Linked DNA regions of Sus scrofa: regions 2 and 3 are each linked to region 1. The links are chromatin contacts, called in public Hi-C and HiChIP or PLAC-seq maps. All regions are on one chromosome and are shown on one strand. Each heading gives the region's core, a stretch centred on a gene start, on an enhancer-like site or on the middle of the called end of the contact. The rest is flanking DNA. Distances are from core to core; before and after follow the strand shown. Region 1 holds the start of RAB8A (RAB8A, member RAS oncogene family). Region 2 holds the start of ILVBL (acetolactate synthase-like protein). Region 3 holds the start of EPHX3 (epoxide hydrolase 3).

Region 1 (2,838 bases), core at 242-2,741:
TCTCTTTACATCTGGCACCTAAGTATCTTGCAAAGTGCAGCTCTTGGAGGCTGGCAAGGATGGAATTAGCAGCTCACTGTGGGGTTCAGGGAGATAACATACACTGGGGTAAAGCAACACCTACTCCCTAGTTTTTTTCTAACCCCTGGGCTTGGTGACCATTCTTCTGCTTCCCCATCCAGAGCAGGGCTGCAGAGCTTAGAGGCCACTCTGCCTGATGGGTGTTACTTCCCAGTCAAACCTTTTCATGCAGGCAATGGCCTTTTTTCTGGTGAGAAGTCAGCTCCCACTTTTTGTGGATGTCAGAACTGAGAAGCAACAGGTCAGTTCTGTTCAACCACAGTGTGGGCTGGCCCTGTGGGCAAGGCTGTTTTGCAAAGTGACAACTGGTGTCCTGGCCCTAGTGATAGGGAAGTTGGGGCTGTCTGTGGCAGTGGCTGATTTTGGTTTCTAAGCTGAAGCTTTTATCTGGCATCTCCTCAGGATGACAGGTCCCAGGGCAGACAGCTGTCACTTGCCATTTCTGTTACCCTCTAGTGGGATGGAAAGCTGGGCAAGGAAAGTCTCTGGACTCCCTCTCATCATTCTTTCCAGAAGAAATTCATCTCTAGGGGAAATAGGATCAGGGAGGGGGCTCAACCCCTGAATATTCCATTATAAAAGAGCAGGAGAGGTCTGGGTTGGAGTCCTGGCTTAGACATGGATCAGCTATGCTTGTCCTGGGGAGTGAGTGCTCACATCTCTCTGGGACGGTTGAGCCTTGAGTTTGGGGGGTCAAACACACCTGGGTACAAATACCATCCTTGCCACCAGTAGACTGTGTGACCTTGGGCAAGTACAGTCTCCCTGAGCCTCAAATGCCTCTTCTGTGAAAGTAACTCATAACAGCACTTGACACAGAGGACCAGGAAGTGTGATCATGCACGTAAAGCACCTGACACACAATAAAAGCTCAATAAAGTTAGATGTCACCTGTCACTGTCCTTTCCCCATGGACAACTCCACATTTCTACGTTTATAAGTCAAAGACCCCAAAGACTGCTTCGAGGGCCGATGCAAGAACAAGATGACAGGGCGCCAAGACTCTGTCCAGGACATACACTCCCTGACAAGTAGGCTGAGGATTGGGGCCTCAGTATTCCCATCTGCAAATTGGGTACCTGACCCTCACCCCCGCCCCATGGCCCAGGAACCCCCAAAGGGCGGTGCAGGCTACTGCTCCTTCCCGCTCCGGCCTTCTCGACCCTCTCAGATCTCGGGTCCATCCCGCTCAGCAGCTCCCTCAGTCCCAGCCCTCAGGGTGAGAGCCCGGCCTGGGCCTTCCGCGCTCCCGGCCCCACTACCTATGGTGGAGATGAAAGTGGAGTTGAAGGCGTCCTCGGAGAAGCGGAACAGGACACAGGTCTTCCCCACCCCCGAGTCCCCGATCAGCAGCAGCTTGAACAGGTAATCGTAGGTCTTCGCCATATTACACTCTCTCCCCGACGGGAAGTGCGGCCAGCGCCTCGCCACTGGCCCCTGGCCCAGTCCATCAGCGCCGATCCCGCCCCCCATTGGCTCCTGGCCCGCCGCGCGTCACCGCGGCCGACGCCCGCCCCCGCGCCCCGCCCGTCTCAGGAAGACGTGGGGAAGGGGCGAGCAGGGCGCAGAGCCGGAAGCGGCCTGAGGGCGCCGCTCATTGGCCGGCGCTCAGGACAGGGCGGACTGCGATTGGCCAGTGGTGAGGAGTCGAGGGGCTTCAAATGGGGACAAGGCTGGGGCATGGCATCTCTGTGTCCCCGCCTTCTTCCTCTGACTCTAGGGCGGCCACGCCCCCCGATGGGAGGGGGAGGGCGGGCAGCTGGGCCAACGGCTCCGCGCGCCCTCAAGCTGGGGCGGGGTCTGGGGAGCGTGCGCAAGCGCGCCGGGAAGGCCGTAGTGTGCCAGCAGAGGGCGCACGCGGGTGGTGGGGGTGTTCTCTGGCTCTTGCTGTTCCAGGCCGGAGCAAGTTCAATTAGCGTCGGGTCCAGCGCGGGAATGTGGCGTGGCGGTGGTGGTGCGGTCTGCAGGCTTCCGTGTCAGACCGGGCGGAGCCGAAGAGATAGGAGAGCAGAAGTACCGTCATAGTCGAAACGAGGCCCCCTCGAGACTTGCTCCGGGGCCTTGACGCTGGCCAGCGGATCTTCCTAGAGACACCCAGGCCTCAGCCACAAGCTGCGCCCCGAGGTCCGCAGGACTCCTCAGGATGCTCCCTTGGATCTATTTAGAGGTTGCCCAGGACTTGTCCCAGAGCCTCTCCCGCCGCGACCCAGTCAGCCGTCTGAGTTGCACCCTGGAGCCTTGGAACCCGCCGAGAGAGTTCGGATAGTGAGAATTAGAGGGAATACTAAAGAGCTTTTGGTTCTGTGCCTGCCAGTGTTGTCAGCACTTATAAAAAAATTTATAAAATATTTTGTCCACACCCCAACCCACCGAGGTAGGTATTATTGTGTGTGTTCACGCTTCCCCCCACCAAGTTTTACGGTGAGAAAACAAGACTGAGAGGTTAAATGACTTTCCCAGGCTCTTAACCAGATAAATTGGTTTTTGAACTCAAACCGAACAGCTTCAGAGGCTAAGGTCTTGATCAGATAGTTTTCTGCGTGGTAGGGATGAGCCACATCACTTGGGTGGACTCACCGCCATGTGTCACTCTGGGCTATCAGGCCTGGAGGCTTCCCAAGGATCTTGACAAAAGATGACTGCTGCCTCTCCTCACTGTCCCACTTCACATTCTTTGGCTAATCTGGCTCTGGTTAGGAAAAGCTTCAACCAACCAGAGGCAATGACCACCTGGCTGCATTCAGCCTCTGTGGCATT
Region 2 (2,838 bases), core at 221-2,720, 990 kb after region 1:
AAGATGTGAAGACATCTTCTTAGACAGGTTGAACCAGAAGGACTGGTGCCTCTCAGGGTCATACACCAACCATATGCTCCTTCTCACGTGTAGCATCTTCTCCAAGAACACAGCCTAGTGAGTCACCATCCAGCATCCACAGCATCCAGTTCAAACTGTCTTCCAAGCCGGAATGGGGTTTTTTATGGCTGGTGACCCACAGACTTGGGGAGAAACGTCCAATCCACATGAAAAATAATTTTTTTTTTGGTCTTTTGTCCTTTTAGGGCTGCATCAGCCGCATATGGAGGTTCCCAGGCTAGGGGTCTAAACGGAGCTATAGCTGACAGCCTACGCCAGAGCCACATCAACGCCAGATCTGAGCTGCTTCTGTGATCTATGCCACAGCTCACTGCAACGCTGGATCCTTAACCTATTGCGCGAGGCCAGGGATCGAACCCACAACCTCAGGGTTCCTAGTCGGATTCGTTTCCGCTGCTCCACGACAGGAACTCCCAAAATAAATGTTAAAGTCATAACAGACAATAAACTTCAAAGGATGCATGGGAAACACACACGGAAGTTCGCGGATTTAGCAATTTAAATATGTTGTGAATATTCCTGCCCTCTCTGGCGGTAAGGTCTTGATCTATGGTCTTCCGTGGTCCTTGGCCATGACCTCACTGGCTCCTCACTGGCTTCTGTTCTCCATCACCACTTCTGAAGCTTTCTCGTTTCATTTACACTTGGTATGATTGTCCATAGGGGCTTTGTAATAGCCCCAAACTGGAGAAACAGAAATGTTTCTCAATAGGAGAGGGTGAGGAGTTCCCATCGTGGTTCAGTGGTTAACGGATCCGACTAGGAACCATGAGATTGAAGGTTCGATCCCTGGCCTCGCTCAGTGGGTTAAGGATCCAGTGTTGCCGTGAACTGTGGTGTAGGTTGCAGACGCGGCTCGGATCTGGAGTTGCTGTGGCTCTCGCGTAGGCCGGTGGCTACAGCTCCGATTCAACCCCTAGCCTGGGAACCTCCATATGCCGCGGGAGCGGCCCAAGAAATGGCAAAAAGACAAAAAAAGACAAAAAAAAAAAAAAAAGGAGAGGGTGGGGACCTGGCCTCTTCCATGGCAGTATTGCGGTAGGATGGGAGGTGGAGTCTGGTATTAGATCGAGAGGGCGAGGTTTGTTGGGGGTGAGGTCCCGAAAGATGTGGACTCTGGCAAAGGGACCGTGACTGTTCAGACCGTGACTGTTCAGGCTCCGCCTACGAGAAGAGGTGTTCAGCGCCGCGGTTGCGGAAAGCCGCCTGGGTTCAGAGCGCAGGGAATCTGCGGAGGCCCGCAACAATCCGCCAAATGAAGGGCTGGCTCTTGGAAGCAGCAAAGGGGCGCGGCCTTTTGTAAAAGGCCTGCAGTGAGAGTCAATGAGAAGCGAGAGAGGGCGGAACCTGTGCAGAGGCAGCCAGTAAGAGGGAGGGCTCTTATGGGAGGTGCCTGTGTACCGGAACATGGCTACCGGTCAGTTCCGCCCACGCGCTTCGAGTTGGACTACCGGGCGCCCTGATCCAAGTGGGCGAAAGGGGCAAGGTCATAGGTTCCGGGTCCAGCCTCTTCAGGCTGCGCGCCCCGTCACGTGACACGAAGGGCGCCTAATTACACCGGAGTCGGCGGATTTTCGTGTAGGTGAAGGTTAAAGTGCCCCGTGGGTCGGAGAAGCATCCCGGTGCGTCCAGACCTCGCTGCCTGGGGTTGGGGGTTAGGCTCGGGCCTGGGCGCTTGCTAGCGGAGAGGGGCCTGGCTTGAAGACAGTGTCGCGCACGCTAACTTGGGGGGCGTAGATGTAGGATGGGCTCATCTCCAGGGCTGAGAGTCTTGGTCCTTGATGGCAAAGAGAGGCGGAACTTCCCGCTGATCCATTGAGGAGCAAGTAAATGGGAAAATAACTCTTTTGAGGCATTGTCGCCGCTTTGACCTGTGATGGCACAGTTTAGGTGGTCATGGTGAGGTATGCGGGGAGGCGGGGGGTGGCGGGGGCGGTGCTGGTGTTGCAAGAGGCTTGGCCTGATCCCCGAGGGGCTTGGCCTGGTCCGGAGCCTAGCGGTGTAAGGGGCGTGGTCGCTCAGAAACTCGCGACAAGGAGCGTGGTTCGGAATCTGAGCTGGGAGTGGGGGAATGCCTTCTGAGGTCGCGGTTGTCGCGCCAATGTCCTAGCGCTCTCCTTTCTTTCTTAGGTGCTACCATATGGAGACCCCCGCGGCCGCCGCCCCTGCTGGGGGCTTCTTCCCCTCTTTCCTGTTCCTGGCCTTCGGGACGCTAGTGGCCGCCTTGCTGGGCGCTGCTTATCGCCTGGGGCTCTTCTATCAGCTAACGCATAAGGTTTGGGGGAATACGGGGGTGGCGGCCGGGGGCAAGTAAAGAAGGAGTGGACTTCCAGCGCTCTTTCCAGCTAACTCATTTTACAGACGAGGAAAGTGAGGCCCGACTAATCAGAGGAACTGGTCGGGAGAGTTTTTCCAGGGTTCCGTCGCCACTGCCCCGAGCTGCTTGCGGAGCTCTGGACTTTGCCTCAGGGAAGAGATCACCTGGAAGCCACAGCTGCCCGGGGCATTCAGTACCCCGCCAACCTCCTACATCTGGGGCCTGGGGCCCGTTTTACAGAGCAGTACCCTAACAGGGTGGGGTCAGAGTGCTGAACACAGGCTCCAGAGGAGGAGGCTGTGACAATTTTGTGACAGTTGCTGAGCTCAATGCTTTAGAGGGGTTTTCCCATGTACCCAACACGTTCCTGAATAGATGCTCTGGTTTCTGTCTTCATTTTCCATAGGAGGAAACCAGGGCTCATAGAGGTTGTATGATAA
Region 3 (2,838 bases), core at 136-2,635, 900 kb after region 1:
GAATATAAAATCACTGTCCTGTGACTACTGCTGTCTTTTTCTTTAAGGGTAGAGCTGGGGGTGTAGGGGGAATGTGGGAATCAGTGTTCTATAGCAGAGGAAGAAGGGAGTTCCACACCCATAGACCTTGCAGCCAGATTAGAGTACTCAGGCAGGATACAGCATCATCAAGTGGCTGGACCATTGATTTGATGAAAATGTAAATGAAGCCAAAGCCACAATACAGCCTAATCATGCAAAATAGGTAAGTGGTAAGTGTGCAGGGCAAACACTTGTGCAGTATGAGCAGTGTAATCACAGGCACCTATTAAGCTCTGAAATGCATTGTTTACTGAGGCAGCACCACGTAAACCACTATTTCCCTTTAAGTAAGGACCCATGGGCTTAATTATGGTCCTAGGACAAGTATAATGTTTAGCAGTCTTGACAATACCAAGGTAAGGCTAACAGTGCTAAGTGTCAGGGAAAATGGGAAGTGATGAAAAATAGGTGAAGTGTTTAAAAGAAATATGAAAACTAAACATGGAAAATGCTTGTGCAGTGGTGGTGACAGTGATACAGTCAATGGATAATGCCCCAAATAGGTAAATCAGGAAGTAGCCACATAAGCACATTTAGAGGTAGCTAGGTAACCAACCCCCAGAAAAAAGCTAAAATCTTTCCAATGGCTGCCTCCAGGGGGAAGGAAAGGTGGAGCCCAAGACTGCTGCTTTTCTCAAGTTCTGATTGCTGTTGAACCAGCTATTAGGCTTTAGGCAAATGAATTTCAGGCTCGTGATCTATACCGTAATACAGGGAGGTGATAATACTACCTACACTAATGGTTGTTGTAAGGGTTAAATGATGAATGACCTTGAAATGTTCGGGATGTTGGGGGAAGTTTGCAAAACAGGAGGAAGAAGGTATCCTGCCAGACTTCTCGCCTGGCCCTACTCAGCTACCTCTTTGGCCAGAGTCCCAATGACAACCATCCCTGTTCTTCGGCGCTCAGGCATATATCCTTTAGAAGTCAGTCTCCCGCCTGCTGCCGCCACCCGCGGAGCCCCGGCGTCTACAACCGCAGATTGGTAAGTCAATGACCGCCTCTGTCCAATCACATCTGTGCAGGGGCGGGCCGACGGGTCCGCTGGACCAACTGGAGGCTATCGTGGGGTCGAGGCGGCTGAACCACCGTTGGAACCAGGGCTTGGAGAAGGTGCTGCAAGGAGGGAGGGTCGCGCGTTTCCGGGTGGGGAGCTCCAGAGAGGGCGACGGCAGGGTCTCCCAAGGCATGCTTTGGCCGTGGCGACACCCCACGCCACCCTCCCAACCCCAGTCATGGCACCGTCTGTCCCACACCTTCCGCTTCCGGACCCGCCTGACCCGCCATATTAGGTTCCGACCCCGCCCCTCCGTCTCATTGGCCCGTATGCAGGCCGATCCCCAGCTCATTGGTCCAGCCCTCGCACCCAAGCCATCCTGGCCCAGCCTCAGACCTTCTCGGCCCAACGTTAGGCCCCGCCTTCTTTCGGTTCCACCTTCGTCCGCACCCTCCTTAGCCACGCCCCAAGCCCTCGCAACGCTCCTAGGTAGGCCTAGTTGAGTTCACCTTTCCAGCCGGTAGGCGGTACCTACCCTGCACTGCCCCGCCCCTTTATCTCAGGCTCCGCCCATTTCACCCACGGTGCCCCCCTGTCTCTTGTTTGTGCAGGACCCTATCTCTCCCTCTCGACTTTTGACCCCCACCCACACACCCAACAGGGAGGCCTACTAGACCCCGCCCCCCTAAGCCCCGCCCAAGCATTTCTGATCCTGCCCACAGTCCTGGCCCCAAGCTTCCCTTCTCGCCAAGACTCCACCCCAACCACCCTAGGGCTGGTCCTCGCAGTTCCACCCCTGCACCTCGAGCCTCCTTGTTCCCCATCACCGTCGCGCTCAGGTGTTTACCTAGCACTTAGGTGAGTAGTGCGCGGTGACAGTTTCGGTCTGAGCTGCCAGCCTCTTCTCTCCGCGCTTTCCTCAAGCCCCGACAGCACGGAGGGACCCCAGACCAAAGGCGGTGGGCTCCGCAGCCCAGATCCCGCCTTGCCGCTGCAGCCAGTGCCCCTTGCCCAGACCCTAGACGGCCACGCAGTCGTGCCGGAACGCGGTGACATGCCCGAGCTGGTGGTGACGGCCCTGCTGGCGCCATCGCGCCTCACTCTGAAGCTGCTTCGCGCCTTCATGTGGAGCCTCGTGTTCTCCGCGGCCCTAGTGGCTGCAGCAGTTTACGGCTGCATCGCTCTCACTCATGTGTTGTGCCGGCCCCGACGCGGCTGCTGCGGCCGACCCCGGCGCACCCCACCCGCCTGCTTAAACGACCCCACGCTGGGCGAGCACTGCTTCCTGACTCTCAAGGTGAGTGCGTGGGGCGGCACCACCGGGGTTTCGAGGGTCAAGGAGCCAGGGAGGCGGGGCTGTCTAAGACCCGTGCGGGGTGGCAAATAGTTGAATCCAAATCTGGATCTGCGCATGCCTGGGGGGTGTGGGAAGTGAAGTGTTCCCACACTTCTTAGGGAAGAGGGGTTTCCCAAGTCGCATACTGTGCCCTTTCCCAGAGCTCAGGCGTGCACCTGCACTATGTCTCTGCTGGACGCGGCAATGGTCCCCTCATGCTGTTTCTGCATGGCTTCCCGGAGAACTGGTATGTCTGAGACCCAAAGGCCTGGAATGCACAGGGCTGGGGGAGGTGGAGCTTGGACCACCAGGGCAGCCAGGAGGCGCGGATAAGGGCTAGGTAGACTGGGGGCACAAAGTGTATAGGGCCCGGATAGGCCCCTCAGGGAAAGAGGTCTACACGAAAACAAATGGGGACAGGAG

What was found. A called contact is a pair of places that touch in the nucleus more often than the background predicts. HiChIP or PLAC-seq counts read pairs in DNA pulled down with a chosen protein or histone mark.
Region 2: an H3K27ac HiChIP or PLAC-seq map of alveolar macrophages shows a contact between it and region 1. The contact joins the promoter of ILVBL here to the promoter of RAB8A in region 1. A contact is called at or near these places in 3 of 47 Hi-C or Micro-C datasets (brain, heart right ventricle and skeletal muscle) and 1 of 2 datasets of contacts at active chromatin or transcription factors (alveolar macrophages).
Region 3: a Hi-C map of liver shows a contact between it and region 1, with 4 times the contacts expected there. The contact joins the promoter of EPHX3 here to the promoter of RAB8A in region 1. A contact is called at or near these places in 1 of 5 promoter capture datasets (fetal liver) and 1 of 47 Hi-C or Micro-C datasets (liver).

The regions. Positions count from the first base shown.
Region 1 is chr2:61,448,860-61,451,697 of Sscrofa11.1, forward strand. It overlaps RAB8A (RAB8A, member RAS oncogene family), which reads right to left and starts at 1,492. Exons shown (of 8, transcript NM_001243802.1): 1 at 1,344-1,492. The coding sequence starts at 1,467.
Region 2 is chr2:62,433,898-62,436,735 of Sscrofa11.1, forward strand. ILVBL (acetolactate synthase-like protein) reads left to right here and starts at 1,471. Exons shown (of 16, transcript XM_003123453.5): 1 at 1,471-1,659; 2 at 2,212-2,356. The coding sequence starts at 2,222.
Region 3 is chr2:62,347,146-62,349,983 of Sscrofa11.1, forward strand. It overlaps EPHX3 (epoxide hydrolase 3), which reads left to right and starts at 1,386. Exons shown (of 8, transcript XM_005652901.3): 1 at 1,386-1,937; 2 at 2,095-2,376; 3 at 2,577-2,662. The coding sequence starts at 2,134.